Linked DNA regions of Sus scrofa: region 2 is linked to region 1. Evidence: chromatin contacts called from public Hi-C data. All regions are on one chromosome and are shown on one strand. The core of a region is the stretch at or near the end of the contact, and the rest is flanking DNA. Distances in the headings are between cores, read along the strand shown. Region 1 holds the start of DNM1L (dynamin-1-like protein). Region 2 overlaps BICD1 (protein bicaudal D homolog 1).

The links. A called contact is a pair of places that touch in the nucleus more often than the background predicts.
Region 2: a contact with region 1 is called in a Hi-C map of epiblast stem cells, with 1.8 times the contacts expected there. A contact is called at or near these places in 3 of 5 promoter capture datasets (fetal liver, fetal skeletal muscle and liver), 25 of 47 Hi-C or Micro-C datasets (adipocytes, alveolar macrophages, embryonic fibroblasts and 15 more) and 2 of 2 datasets of targeted methods (alveolar macrophages and skeletal muscle).

Annotation. Positions count from the first base shown.
Region 1 is chr5:41,634,684-41,642,534 of Sscrofa11.1, reverse strand. It overlaps DNM1L (dynamin-1-like protein), which reads left to right and starts at 6,477. Exons shown (of 19, transcript XM_021092060.1): 1 at 6,477-6,728. The coding sequence starts at 6,627.
Region 2 is chr5:41,900,681-41,907,983 of Sscrofa11.1, reverse strand. BICD1 (protein bicaudal D homolog 1) reads left to right here. Exons shown (of 9, transcript XM_003481668.4): 9 at 4,285-7,303. Among named protein-coding and RNA genes, the nearest start is that of FGD4, 25 kb to the right of the region's middle.

The DNA.
Region 1 (7,851 bases), core at 5,228-7,727:
AAGAATATATATACCTTACACACACATATATATGTATATATATATATACACACATATATGACTGAGTTACTTTTCTGTATAGCAGAAATTGATACATTGTAAATTAACTATATTTTATTTAAAAAAAATGAAAAGGATGATTAATTCAGGATTTTTACCTTAATGATGTACTAAGTAAATAACAACATTTTAGTTCCTGACTAGCCCAGATGAAGCATATTTAATATGCAAAACATTCCTTCATTCATTCACACATACTCCTATCCATTCATGGGCAAACATTCAGTAACTAAAGCGGTATGAGAACAAATAAAAGCCATCTGAAAGAAACAAAAAGTCAACTGTTGAATAAACCTTTATACATATTATATATACTAAATACTTCATAATATGCCACCTTATTTACTAATTTTGCTGTATCACTGATGTGTAAGTCTTATCATGCATCACAATCGAATTGCATTTCTAGAAAACTGGTTCCTAAAACTCAAATTGCCTCATGCTGCCCACAGCTGGTTATATGGACTGATCGGGGAATTAGAAAGGAGAGATGTTCAAAGTCTCTCCTAGGGCCAGCCACTGAAGGAAGAAGCCTGAGTAGACATCCCTTTTGTTTATCACAGTGTACTAGTGAGCTTTTGGATATGCAAAGGTTAGGGTTGAAAAGCTAAATTTCTCTTCACTGTAAAGTGGAGGCTCTGAGTTGGTGCAGGGGAGACAAAAAGAAAGCCTGAAGAACAGAGGAGAAAGGAGATTTGAAGAGTTTCCCCAAACAATATTTTGGGAACCTAGAATGGAGCTCTAAAAGGGCTAATGAAAAATTGCCACAGTCAGGGTAGGTGAAGTAATTTAAGAACTGTTTAATTAACATATGATATTTTGTTGTTGGTATTATCGTGATGTAAAATCACTCGATTATCTCAAACAGTTAATATGCCACATGTTTTCAAGGTAGGAGGATTTAAGGAAAGGTTCCCCTGGTGTATGGATGTGGAACAAAAGGGAAAAAAATGGTCTAGGGAGAAGAGACAAGACTCACCTACTCTTAATTGTGTTCTCACACTGCCCTCTAATGGGCAGTCAGTATCTTCCCTAATTCAACTGCCAGCTTCTGATCTATTTGACTGACTCCACCTGTAGACAATCTCCCCACACCTGCCGACAAAGTATGTGTTAAGCTTGAGGCCTAGGGATTAGTGCAGATTGATTAAAACTGCTTACCTTATTGTCTTTGCAAAATAAGGGCAGTTTCCAAAACGTGACAAAGAGGCTTCTCTGTCAGAGTTATTTATTTTATATTAACATTAGATCTGTACATTCCACTATGATTTGAAGACCCTAATAATGGAAGCTTGGCTATGACTGATGACCAAATGTTGGCATAAAATGATATTGGAGGCATAGGCTATTAAAAATAGTTTGAATAATCTTTTGCCAGAACTATTAAAATCACTTCCAGTTACTAATTTAATTCAAAATGAACTTTCCCTCATTAAGCATCTTTTCTTTTTTTATTACTTAATGAATTTTATTACATTTATGGGTGTACAAAAATCATCACAACCCAATTTTATAGCATTATCATCCCATCATAGGTATTTTAAGTTAGAACAAAGCCAGCATACTTCTAGCAAAGTAACTTGGTGGCTACTCCGATGAGGAGCCTATGCTAGGCCAGCTTCATATGCTTTGGCTGGATTTACCTGAAAATCCTAATTGCAATTGTACCTATCCAGAACTGGCTAAATCCTTGCTATTCCAGTCTTTCCAAGGGAAATAAAAGGAAACTTCAAATCCACTAGAGTGGTAGAGTGATACTATGTAACAAGAATCATACTAGGTTGTTGCAATAACTAGCTAAATAAGACACTGTTCCTATCCTGTGAGTTCACTGTTGGCTAAGGGGGAAGGGCATGTTACTGTCATGGCCATAGTACCCCTCCCTTTAGAAAATAGAGTGCCTGCGTAAGATCCATATGCTTACGGTACTTAGTAAATGTGTGTTGGATAAACGAGGGAATGAATGAAGAAACGTGTAGAGGTTAAGAGTTTGCCAAATAGCCCCTTTTGATCTCAGCTCTGCCACATACAAGCTATGTAAACATAATACTTTACCTATTTTAAAATTTTTATTTATTTATTTTTTTAGGGCCGCACCCGCAGTTCCCGGGCTAGTGGTTGAATCGGAGCTGTAGCCGCTGGCCTATGCCACAGCCAGAACCACAGCAATGCAGGACCCGAGCTGTGTCTACAACCTACACCACAGCTCATGGCAACACCAGATCCTTAACCCACTGAGTGGGGCCAATGATCAAACCTGCATCCTCATGGATATTAGTTGGGTTCCTTACTGCTGAGCCACAATGGGAACTCCCATACTACTTTATTTAAACACTTGGAGGCTAAGTTTCTACATTGTAAAATGCTTAGCAAAGTGCCTTACATACAGTACACACTCAATAATAGTTTAATAATATTTTGTGTAAAGGGCAACAAGGAAAAGAGGGAGTGATTAGCAATGGGGATTAGAATTCCTAGATTATGACCTATATATGTACATTTAGAAGTATGGGACAATTACTGGATTTGGGGATTTTTTTTTTTCAGTGAATGAGGATTCTACTTTATTCTCCAAGACCAGTTTATTCCATGTGGTAGGAAAAACATGATCTCTGGAGTCAGTGATTGACATACTTACAGTTCTATAGTGAGAGGGGGGTGAGGAGGGAGAGAGGATAAATTACCTGGTTAACTCAAGTTTAAGAATGATCAGAGATGTCTTCTCAAAGGCCCTGTTTGCATCAGGTCCATCCCTAGACCAATCACCTTAACGTGATGTGATAGAATAATGGCCCCTCGAACATGTCCATACCCTAAACCATGGAACCTGTGTAGTTTAAATGGCAAAAGGGACCTTGCAGATATGATGAAAGATACAGACTTCACGACGGGGAGATTTTCCTAGGATATCTAGGTGGGCCAGTATAATCATGAGTTCCTAAGAAGCAGAGAACCTTTCCTAGCTGTGGTCAGAGAGACATGCAATGACAGAAGAAGGGTCAAAGAGATGTGACATTGCTAGCTTTGGGGATGCTGGAAGAGGGTCAACAGCTGGGAATAGAATAGATCTCAAATCTGGAAAAGGCAAGGAGATCGACCCTTGCAAAACCGCTAGAGAAAGAAAGGCAACCTGATGAGACTATGATTTTAGCCCCATGCGATCCGTGTTGGACTTCTGACCCACCGAGCTGTAAGCTGATACATTTTTGTTGTTTTAAGCCACTAAGTCTGTGGTAATTTGTTAAGGCAGCAATAGGAAACTTATACACCAGGGAAACAGGGTGGAAACCTAGTTTCAGTTCCTCCCCAGGTTCCTTCAGCTTCATCTGCCCTGAGGCAGCTTGCTCAATGAGATGTACCTACCCCAGCCTCCCCCACTGGCCACCCTCCTAATTCACAAGAATAAATTGGTTTGAGAGAATGAAGCAGATGATGCAGAGAAAACAGGGATGAGAGGCAGAGAGTCTGATGCTGCTTGATCCCCTGGTTCCAGTTATATTTTGAGGCTAAGGCCATGCCAGCCCTTTGGTTATACAAGTTAGTTAATTCCTCTTTCTGAGCCAGTTAGTTTGAGTTAAATTTCTGTGACTTGCAACTAAGCTGTTCTCCCTAATCATAAACCTACAGTGAAGGAGGGGGATGGCTGAAGGAGAAGAATTTTTTAAAAAAGCCTTTGGAGATGAGTTACTGCTGTGGTGCAGTAAGTTAAAGATCCAGCATTGTCTCTGTGCAGCACAGGTTCCATCTCTGGCCCAGTGTATTGTGTCAGCTGTGGGGAAGGTTGCAGCTGCCATTCGGATTCCACCCCGGTCTGGGAACTCCTCTAAGTCCTGGTAAAGCCTTTGAAGACAGTGGCTTAACATGATCATTATCTTACTTTAGATGAGGAAAGACGTACTTATTGGCTAAGTGGCTTTCCCACAAGCAAGAGTGCTCTGAAATTAAAATGTGAAAACTCAAATAGATTTGCTTTGCTTGTTTCCAGTGAGACACACTGCACGTAGAGTAACTTGCCTTGGGTTTTTTTAAAAAAAAATGTCATCAACTTAGAGCCACTCTTTTTCAAGGCCTCACCACTTCTGTTTATGCAGCCTCAAACACTTTTTTTTTTTTTCCTCTGTGTACAATGAATTCAGGGCTCTAGAATCTAAACAAGTATTGGACAATCCTGCTTTAACCTAGCTGACGGTGGGGTAGGAGGACTTTTGAGCACTGGCCATTTCATCATTCTTCCTTCTAAAAAATACGGAATTAAAAAGCTGTCCATACTGTTACTGAGGCATGTTAATACAAGGCTTTGTATGTTCCATCCGAACAGGTATTTCACAATTTAAATGGAAGTACATAATGCCATACGAAATTCATGATACATCTTTTTTTGGGAGTATATGTATTCTTGCTCTTTAAATTTCGCAATTAGCAAATAAAAAAAGACTATGTCTTTTGGTGCCACGAATTAGGGAAAAAGAATTGTTGTTGCATTGTTGTTGCCCCAGGGCACCCTGCCCCTGTGAAGCAGTTACTGGTTATGCATTTTAAGCTTCACTGTGAGCCTACCCTCTCCATTCGTCTGCCTTTTCTTCTTTGACTTCTCAGAGAAAAAGAAGGGAACAAAAGCTCCATCAACAGAGGACTGAGAAACAAAGTGGGTAACATCTGGCTGTTATATAATATTATCTTTGGTAGAAAATAAAAGGACTTGGAATATATCTCTTTGGTCTGCTTTCTATTTTTGGAGTTCTGAAATTTTTGTCTCATTATGTCTCTGAAAATAAAAAAAGAATTAGGGGAGTTCCTGTAGTGGTGCAGCAAAAATGAATCCAACTAGTAACCATGAGGTTGCAGATTCAACCCATGGCCTCCCTCAGTGGGTTAAGGATCTGGCACTGCCCTGAGCTGTGGTGTAGGTCGCAGACACAGCTTGGATCTGGCGTTGCCATGGCTGTGCCGTAGGCTGTTGGCTACAGCTCTGATTAGACCCCTAGCCTGAGAACATCCATATGCTGCGGGTGTGGCTCTAAAAAGCAAAAACAACAACAAAAAAAGAATTAGAAGAAATGTTCCTGAGACTTGATGCCAGAAACACCACTAGTGGACCTTTAGGTCTTCGCTTAGATGATATTTAATTCATTTGTTCAAAGTATTTATTAAGTACCATGTGTCCTGCTGAACAAATCAAGCATGCCCTTCCCCGGGGCTACCGTGTATGGCTGTGCAGGTTAGGGGTACCTAAAGTTCTATTAACCACTGAAGCACAACTTCCACTACTGGAGGTGGTCCTTGCTCTAAAGGAGATTATATCTAGTGACTTTTAGGAAGTCTTGCATGAACTTTCACTTCCCCTTCGGGCTAGAAAAAGTATTTCATAATACCCAGTTAAAGCACTTAACCTATTTGTCTATAATGGCATCACCCTCTATTAGACTGTAAACTAAGAGGGTACTACGATTGGGAATATCCTGTTTGTCACCTTCCAGGGGCTACGGATGTATCAGTGAATTAAACAGTCAAAAGTCCTTGGTCTTTAGGAGCTAATAATCTAGAGGAGAGAGATAGTAAACAAGGTCAGTATGTAGCATATGTAGCATGTTAGATGGGGATACATGCTATGTAGAAAAATGAAGTGGGCAAGTAGTCTTTCTCCTCACCTACCTTGGGTCTTTGCTCCGATGTCACCTTTTTTTTTTTTTTTTTGAGAGAGGAAACTTCAAAGGTTTACAATAAATGAGAGATACCTGTTTTACAAGAAAAACATTTAGGAATAGAACAGAAGACACTTAGCAAACAGCCAGTAAGGCAGGTATCAGATCTCCACTTTGCTAAGAATCAGGCCACAGTGAATAAAGATTTATACAGAATATAGAGAATGAGAGCTCAGCCCTTCCCCTCTAAAACTCTGACACTTTCAGATTCTTTCTGAATACATTTCAACAAATATCCTGGAGAATCCTTGTGTTCCAACCTGGTCTGGGGTATCTGAGGCTAAGAGCTATTCTTTAAGCCTTTCAAATCCTCCCTCCCCCCAACACACACACACACACACACACACACACACACACACACACACACACACACACACACACACACGAAAAAGCATCCTTATTAGGAAAAGACGTGCTGGATAAACAAGAGACTCAGCTATACTTAGTACGTATTCGTGCCCGGAATTTTCACACCCATTTTGCTCCGAGGACAGGCATAAATATATCTCTTCCTGCCGACTCTCTGAGCCTAGCTCCCTAATCTTTTGACAGAAGTCAGCCAAGCATCCTGGCCCCAAGGGCCCTTCTCTCCCAGCTCAAGTCCCTCCAGCTTCGCGCAGCGTTCTGGAAGTTGTAGGCTCCAGCAGTCCTCCGTGATAGAACTACAACTCCCGGCAGCCTTTGTTTCTCTGCACCGCCCCCTTGGCGCATTGTCTGTCGGGAGGGGGCAGGTAGCTGGCGGGCGGGGTCCAATGGGTGCCGGCTCCGGAGGAGAGGGCGGAGGAGAGGAGGAAGGAGGACTCTGGGCCCCGGCCCCATTCATTGCCGCGGCCGGCCGGGCGGGGGTCCCGTGTTTTCCGAGTCATGGAGGCACTAATTCCTGTTATCAACAAGCTGCAGGACGTCTTCAACACTGTGGGCGCTGACATCATCCAGTTGCCTCAGATCGTAGTGGTGGGAACGCAGGTGAGGGACGAAGGCGGCCTCTGCCCAGGCCAGAACCTGGGGTACGGGCCTGGACGGGGCTGCGGCAGCGCTGGCTCCCAGGCTGGCCTTCGCGGCCTGTGCCGCCGCGCCTGGGCACCCGGGGCTGCAGTGCCCCAGGGCTTGGAGTCCAGGGCCTGGCCGGGAGGCGAGGGGCGGAGCCGGCGCGGCGGGTCCCGCGGGTCTCGGGGGCGGGATGGGGGAGGGACGGACCTGCAGGCGGAACTGGAGTCAGCGGGGACCGGGCGCGGCTTCGCCCGCGGGCCGCTGCTTCCAAGGGCACCTGGGGGACGCGCGGGGCACGCGAGGCCACATTGTGCACGCGGGACCTGGCAGTCCCTTGTGGTTTGGTTTCAGGGCGTTGGGGTATTTCCCTCCCTCAGGGGCTGTGGAGTCAGTTTTGGAACCGCGGGGCCCGGACCGAGAAGGCCGTTTGTGTGGCACCTGAGTGTTTTCTTGCAGTGTAATTCAGGTTTCCAGAAGCAGTTAAAAACAAACAAACAGAAAGACCCAAACCAACTTGTACTTGGAGTTTGTGGGTATTAGGAAGGGTTATCCCGTTTTTCTGCGTAGGCTGTGTGGTTTTTGTCTTCCATCTAAATTGAGCATCAAGGTTCTCTGGTCTTTTGATGTTGTTTTTCTTATAGATAGCACATTTTTACATGCAGAAATGTTGAGGAAATAAATGCTATTTCTAGAATGCCAGAGAAGTGTATGTTTCATTTTCTCTGCCTCCTGCTTTTCTTGGTTGAAGAGAAATCAACTATAGGCCGTTTTTATTGGGGAAACGCATTTTAAGAGCTTACTGTATTAAGTGCTTTCATTTTTTAATGATTTTTCTATTGGGAAGGGGACAGTTTCCTCTCTTTCTAGGAGGTGCATCGCTACATCTTGCTACAATTTAAAAATATACAGTATACATATTTTGAGAGGAAATTTAATGTTCAAAATATAATGGGGTATGTCCAGACACTGGAAACCTTGGAAACCATAGCCATCCTTTGTAAGGTGGCTGTGTGTGGGGGGTTTTTAGGTAGTTAAATAGTAGAAATTATTTCAGGAACAAATTTACTTCGTTGACATTCTGCTGAATCCTGCCTACACA
Region 2 (7,303 bases), core at 3,049-5,548, 270 kb before region 1:
CCACAACAACACCAGATCTGAGCCACATTTGTGACCTACACCACTGCTCAGGGCAACGCTGGATCCTTAACCCACTGAGTGAGGCCGAGGATTGAACCCACATCCTCATGAATACCAGTTGGGTTTGCTACTGCTGAGCCACAATGGGAACTCCAAGATTTTGTTTCTCTACTTATAAAAAAGGCAATGGGGGAGATCCCCCTGTGGAGTAGCGGGATTGGCAGCATCTTGGGAGTGTTGGGATGCAGACTGGATCCCCAGCCAGGCACAGCGGGTTTAGGATCCAGCATTACCCCACAACTGTGGCTTAGGTTGAGACTGCAGCTTGGATCTGATCTCTGGCCCAGGAACTCCATATGCCTCGGGGTGGCCAAAAAAAAAGAAGAAGAAGGAAGGCGATGGGTTCTGGGAGGGTTTTGTGAGGCGCAGGCCTGGCCCAGAGTATGCTTTGACTATCTGTTACTACTACTACTAACTGTGCTTAGCACCTAACCATTTCTCAAGACAAGGGTCTACAGTCTCTTTCATTCTCTTTCATAACCTCTCTAATGTTCTTGGGCAAAGAATAGAGAAGGCCATAGTTTTAAGTGTTTCAATTAGATAAGAAATGGAAAGGGAACTTCTAGGTAAGCAGTTATTACACCCATTTTAAAATGAGGAGGGAGTTTCTGTTGTGGCTCAGTGGGTTAAAAAACACGACATAGTGTCTATGAGGCTGCGAGTTCCATCCCTGGCCTCAGTCAGTAGGTCAAGGATCTGGCATTGCCACAAGCTGTGGTGTAGGTCACAGACGTGGCTCGGATCTGGCATGGCTGTGGCTGTGGCGTAGGCTGGCAGCTGTAGCTCCAGTTTGACTCTTAGCCTGGGAACTTCATATGACATGGATCTGACCCTAAAAAGAAAAAATAAATAAAAAGTAAATTTTAAAAAGTAAAATTCAAATAAAAAGAGGAAACCAAGGTTTGGGGATGTAAAATGACTTGTCCAGGGTCACCCATCCTGAAAGCCATTGATCCCAGTGACTCTGCACCCCTTCTCCTGGGCACCCCACACACCACTGGGCTCTGATGAGACCCACCCCACCCCCATTAGTGATACTGTGACGAACTAAGTCAGAGCATATTTAAATCACTCCCACTGACTCTTTAGCCCTGAGTTGAGAAGGAAAGTTAATTTGATGAAAAAGAAAACCTTCCTAGAATGTCGAGTGATTTCAGATCAGATGTTCTCTGTCTCTGTTTCGCACTTTAAAAAATTGTTTTATACTTCCTGTAGCTTAAACGTATATTGAAAATAAATTTTTAGGTGTATCATTTTGAGGAAAAGAGCATTTCTCACGTTTGGAAATGGAGAACTTTTCCATATATGCTTTTGCAGACTGATTCCATTGTAGAGCCCGGTTATTAAGGCTGTTTAGAGATATGATATGAAAGGAGTGCCCAATGTGTTACAGCCTTGTATTTTATATTTAATATAGACAGATGTTTGATATTTAGCACCTTTCTAGTTCTATCAAGTAGTGGCTTACTTGGGGGGAAAAAAAGAAACTTTTTGAAGATATATCCATTTTTATGTCTTAGTAATAATTTCTTAATATTTCTGTTTACAGCATGGTCTATCTATGTAACATAGGCTTTTAAATGATAAAGGTTGAATAACAAGGGGGCTCCTAAAAAAAAAAAAAAGTGGGCTGCTAAAGATATTTAGCAGTCGGACCTGAAATGGAATTCATCCTGTACCTTAAATGATTTGACCTAAACTTAAACTTATCAAATACAGTATTTGTGTTCAGGAAGTGATTCCTTAATCTATATGCCAAAAATATGTTTCTGTCACATAATATACACAGTACAGTTGCATTTTATGCAAACTGAAAATAGTAATACTACAATATGGAATATTTAAAATCTCTCTATTTAAGAAATCAGAAATAATGAAGAAAATTTTAAATTATCATGATCAACATAATGTGTGGGTCCAGGTGAGCTGTAACCTGTGTTTAAGCCATCACTACACAGTCCAGCTGGTCACACAGAAATGCTTGGCTTCCTTTATCAAGAAGAGTATTGAGGTCACATTGTGGCTCAGTGGGTTATGAACCTGACATGGTGTCCATGAGAATTTGGATTTGATCCCTGGCCTCTCTCGGTGGGTTAAGGACCTGGTGTTGCTGAAAGCTGCAGTGTAGTTTACAGATGCAGCTAGGAACTGGTGTTGCCATGGCTGTGGCATCAGCTAGCAGCTGCAGCTCCAATTTGACCCCTAGTCCCAGAACTTCAATATGCTGTAGGTCGGGCTTAAAAGGAAAAAAAAAAGTATTGAACTCCACAGGGTCTTCAAACACTGATCCCTCTTGTACAATGGGACCACCCTGTGCTACTTGCCAAGATTTATATTTAGTCCCCTAAAAAGAAACCCATTTTATATCATGCAGATTTAACAGAAAGAAACTGTTAGCCCGTGGGGAAGTCTGTCTGCTGCTCTATTTCTTGAGCCATGTGATTCTGGCTGGAAGAAGAATCCTGCAATATTTTCTTAGTCCTTGCGTTGAACCTCCAGCTCTCCCATGTTCACCTACCACATTTTAAAAATTGGTAGGAAGGGTTCCCTGGTGGTTCAGTAGGTTGAGGATCCAGCATGGTCACTACTGTGACTCTGATTACTACTGTGGAGCGGGATCGATCCCTGGCCCTGGAACTTCTGCATATTGTGGCCATGCCCCCCCACCAAAAGACAGGAAAAATCATTTTTATCATTGGTTGTCCTAACTAATACAGAAGAGCATATATCCTTTTAAACTAAATTTATGGCACTTCAAAGAATTTCGGAACCAGAGCAGTATTTTCTACAATTATGATTTCATTTAAAATTCAAGACATATAGGACCTACTGTATAGCAGGCATATACAGAGAACTCTATTCAATATTATGTAATAACCTATATGGGAAAAGAATCTGAAAAAGAATGAATATAAGTACATGTATGACTGAATCACTTTGTTGTACACCTGAAACACACTGTTTTAAAGCAGCTATACTCCAATAAAATAAAATAAATAAAATAAAATTCAAGAGATATATGTGAAGGATAATTTCAGTAACAAAGATAAAAAGTGTTTAATGCTCATTTTAATGACTTGAACTGTAGTAGTAGCTTTTTTAAAACTATGATGAATAATAATAATAAACCTTGAATAGTTTTCTCAAATAACTCTCCTGTCAGAAATGAATTCTATGGAACTTAGGATAAAGGAAAAAAGCAGTTTTAGAAAAATGCCAGACTTCTTCAATTTAAAAAAAAATCTGGAGTTCCTGCCGTGGTGCAGCTAAAACGAATCCAGCAATGAAGCATGAGGTTGCGGGTTCGATCCTTGGTCTCACTCAGTGGGTTAAGGATCCGGTGTTGCTTTGAGCTGTGGTGTAGTCTGAGGTGTGGCTCGGATCTGCCCTTGCTGTGGCTGTGGCATAGGCTGGCAGCAGCAGCTCCAATTAGACCCCTAGCGTGGGAACCTCCATATGCCGCAGGTAGGGCACTAAAAAGACAAAACAAACAACAAACAAACATCCCCTTAGTGTGACTTTCCCAAAGATGTTTTATAGAATTACCTTAGGAAATTCAATGATTTTTCTTCCTTGTTCTTCAAAATATGCATCTAGAGATTGATGAGCCTGAACATTTCTGTGTTCATTTAAACTGGGGGCTCTCGGAAGTAGTCATTTTGGAAGCAGGTGTTTGTTATATGCATACTCTTTTGTCATATTTACACTACCAAGCTAAAGCAGATGGGGGAACCCTTAGAGCAAATTAGACTTCCACAGCAAATTCATTCTCCTATTGAATCCAGATTTACTGGAGAACTATAGAATCCTTTAAAGTCTGGGGCCAGCATATCTTTGTCCCCAGGAGCTTTTTAGAAATGCAGACTCTCAGTTCCTGCCAGACCTACTGAATCAGAATCACTTCCAGGTGACCGGTATGTACATTCAAGTTTGAAAAGAACCGATCAAAAGAAATCAGACACCCTAGGCGGATGAGACTGCAAAAACTGAAAAGAATGACTCCAAGCCCGGAGTTCACATAATCACTTCCGTAACACGTTTCATTTGTGTGTGTGTGCGTGTGTGTGTGCTTTTTGTTTGTTTTTGGAAAAGCCGCAGTTATCTTGTCATGCATTAGATTTAAGCCATCTTCTGTGCAGATTTCTGGGCCTGTCCATCCCTTGCAACAGAGCTTAGCCCCTTGTAAGTGTGTTTCTTGCTGACACGCTTGTTTCTCCTTTTCAGTCCTGACGTAGCTCTCCCCGAGGAGCAGCCACATTCCAGCTCGCAGTGCGCCCCTCTCCACTGTCTCTCCAAGCCTCCTTACCCCTAGTCTTCACCTCCCGCGGACGAACACCTGGGGTGAACGTTTTGTAGCCACACACAGGATACTGCCCAAGATCCAGCGGTGTTTTCTTCTCCGTGGTTAGATGTTTGATGGGATTAATGGCCATCATTTTGGAAGATGAGAGGATGTTGAGAAGAATAATAACACAAAGCACAGACTCCGGTGTGATAAAACATTTTATGGTTTCTCTAAGTCACAGATAAACGTCTGCAATCAAATGGCTACAGTTCAGTTAAATCAAAACACATCATAGCAGGAAATATGTATCTCAGATGGCTGGCTTTACCTCGATAGCATAAGAGAGACCTAAGGCAATGTAAAATACGTGTATTGTAATATCATCTTTCCTCATACTTCAAATTCAGCTATAGAACTTGATTCTAATTTTTTGGTCATTGATATTTATTTTGTACTTTATTTTCCACATGATTTATGTCTATAAAAATCATTTCTGAGAGGTGAACTTCATTTATTTTTAAATATTCATAATTTGCTCAGTTAAGTATGAGTTTTAATTTAGTTTAAAATCTGGAATTGGCCAGACTGTGGTCATTTTTCTTGCACAAAACGATAAGTGAGGTGCATTGGAATGTTAACAATAACTGTATTTTGCTGCTACACTGATATTGTTTATGCACTTATTTTCTAATCAGTAGCTCATTTAACTGCTGTTTTTTTTTTAACTAATATTCTTCACTGGACATTGTTAAGTAAATCTAAAAAAGAGACTGTGTTATGATTCATTGACTTATTCAACTTTTGATGGCATCTTTGATTTTTTAAATTGCAGTCAAGTGGACGCACTGGTGCTGCTCCTTTGTGTCTGTATGTGTGTATGTGATGACTTAAAGAAGGCTAAATAACATGGAGGGGGAGATGGTGGTTTTATTTACTGACCAGAATTTTTTTTTACTTCTCCCAAATTCAGGGTCCTACTATGAGTCTTTCCTGCTACAAGTTACCAAGTATAAATGGGAAAATACATACATATATAGGTGTAAGTTAGCCTTGGTTAACTAATTTACCCAGAAAGTGTTCAAAGTTTGATTAAAATTGTATGTTTTGTTGTTAGGTTTTTTTTTTTCATAATGAATCTTCCTTGCCAAAAAACAATAGGTAATAACCTTAGCTCATGGTCTACTTTTGACAAACACTCAGGTGCCTACAATCATATTATATTGAGATAATACATGTTCCTAGTTAATTTATAGATTCTGCTGGGTAACTTTTATGACTTAATTTAAGGCAGTGGATTTTCATAGCAAAATTTATTTTGCACATAATCTGACAAACAAGGAAAACAGCTAATTGAGCTGAAAGGTCTATCCTTCTTGGGCTCCTTAACTATTGCGTGCTGCCCACACACCTTCTCCTAGTCCTGATTCCTTGTCTAGTCAGGTAGCCTTAACTTGTTTAAAACCGTAAGGGTGTGATCTTTTCATGTAATGATTTCTGTAACTCCTCTTTAAAACAAAAACAATCCTCTCTGCTAACACAAAGGATAGTTAACAATGCAGGGCTCTAACAATGGCGATCTAGTGGGAGCCACTCAGCTTATGAGTGGAAGTGAGTGGAACACTAGTGGGGTGGGGCATCAAAGACGGCAGCCCATTGGTGAGTCATAAAGCACATAGCAGGCGGGAGCTCTGGTCAGTCACACACCTCTTAAGTAGCAGTCACTGTTAACCAAAGCAACCAAGAGATTCTGAGTTCTTTATATGAATGCTGTTTTCCACAGTGTCATTTCTTATGCAACTTGGAGTAGTTGGAAATCTTCACCAAAATAGGGATTCAGGTTAAAGTACAGAAAAAGAAACAAATCATAAAGGCCTGATCCCTGGCACCCTAACCTTTTGCTGCTTCCCTCCTGAATTGCCTTGCTGTTGCTAAACATTTTCTTCATTTTATTGGTGTGGTAATGCCTGGTTACCAGTCTTACCGAGACAGTGTGGCTTTTACTAGAATTCAGTTAAAGAAAGCTGCCCACCCCCATCCCTGCTCTTTCTTTTTTTTTTTCTTTTTCAAGCATCATGTGTTTGGACCTGAGAAGTAGCATAGCTGCTAAGTTGACTTTTAATTTAAAAAACAAAAACAAAAACAAAAAAACTGTGCCTGAGGGAAAATATGCCTTTTTTGAAAGTACCTCAGAAGATTTTCCTATATTGCCTCATCAGTGTCATTGGTGGTACAGGTGGTTCAGCAGTAAGTATTGTCTGTGTGTAACTACTGGGCATTTGTGCTCCCTTCCTCTGTATTTGTGACCAGCTGAAGAGCCGGATCATAAACAAAACATTTATTTCTTCCAATAAAAAGTTTATCATTAAGTCTATCATATATTACGTTTATTTCAGCTCATCATATTAATAGAGTGGGAAATGTTTGTTTTGAAATAGTAATTCTATAAAAAATGTTAATTTTAGCAAAACTTTGCCAAAAAAATATAGAAACTTGGAAATAAATGTTTAATTTTCAGCACAAAATTAGATAATAGTCCCTAACCAGTAAGAGAAAATTTGATGTTTTTATATTGTGGCGTCATTTATTATAAAATGAGCCACATCTGTATTTACATATAGGCACTTAAAATGAACAAATATGTGTAGCATTGATGAAATCAGTATCTGTAAGGAAACATCAGAATTCAAAAGGAAATTGGAAAATTGAAGAACTAGTGGATATAAAAAAAAGAATGAATCTCCGTAAGAATAGTTGAAGACAGACTTAAGAAAAAACAACTATAGAAATATAATTAAAATGCTGGCTAATTGTTGCAAACACAGTAGACAAAGATTACAGGTAACTAGCAAGAGTGACTAGCAAAGTAACCGGGTAGTTTTTTAAAAGCAAGCACAAGCACCATACTGAAAAGAATAGAATAGAAGTGCTCTCCTACCGAGGATTTTTCTTAGTTAAAAA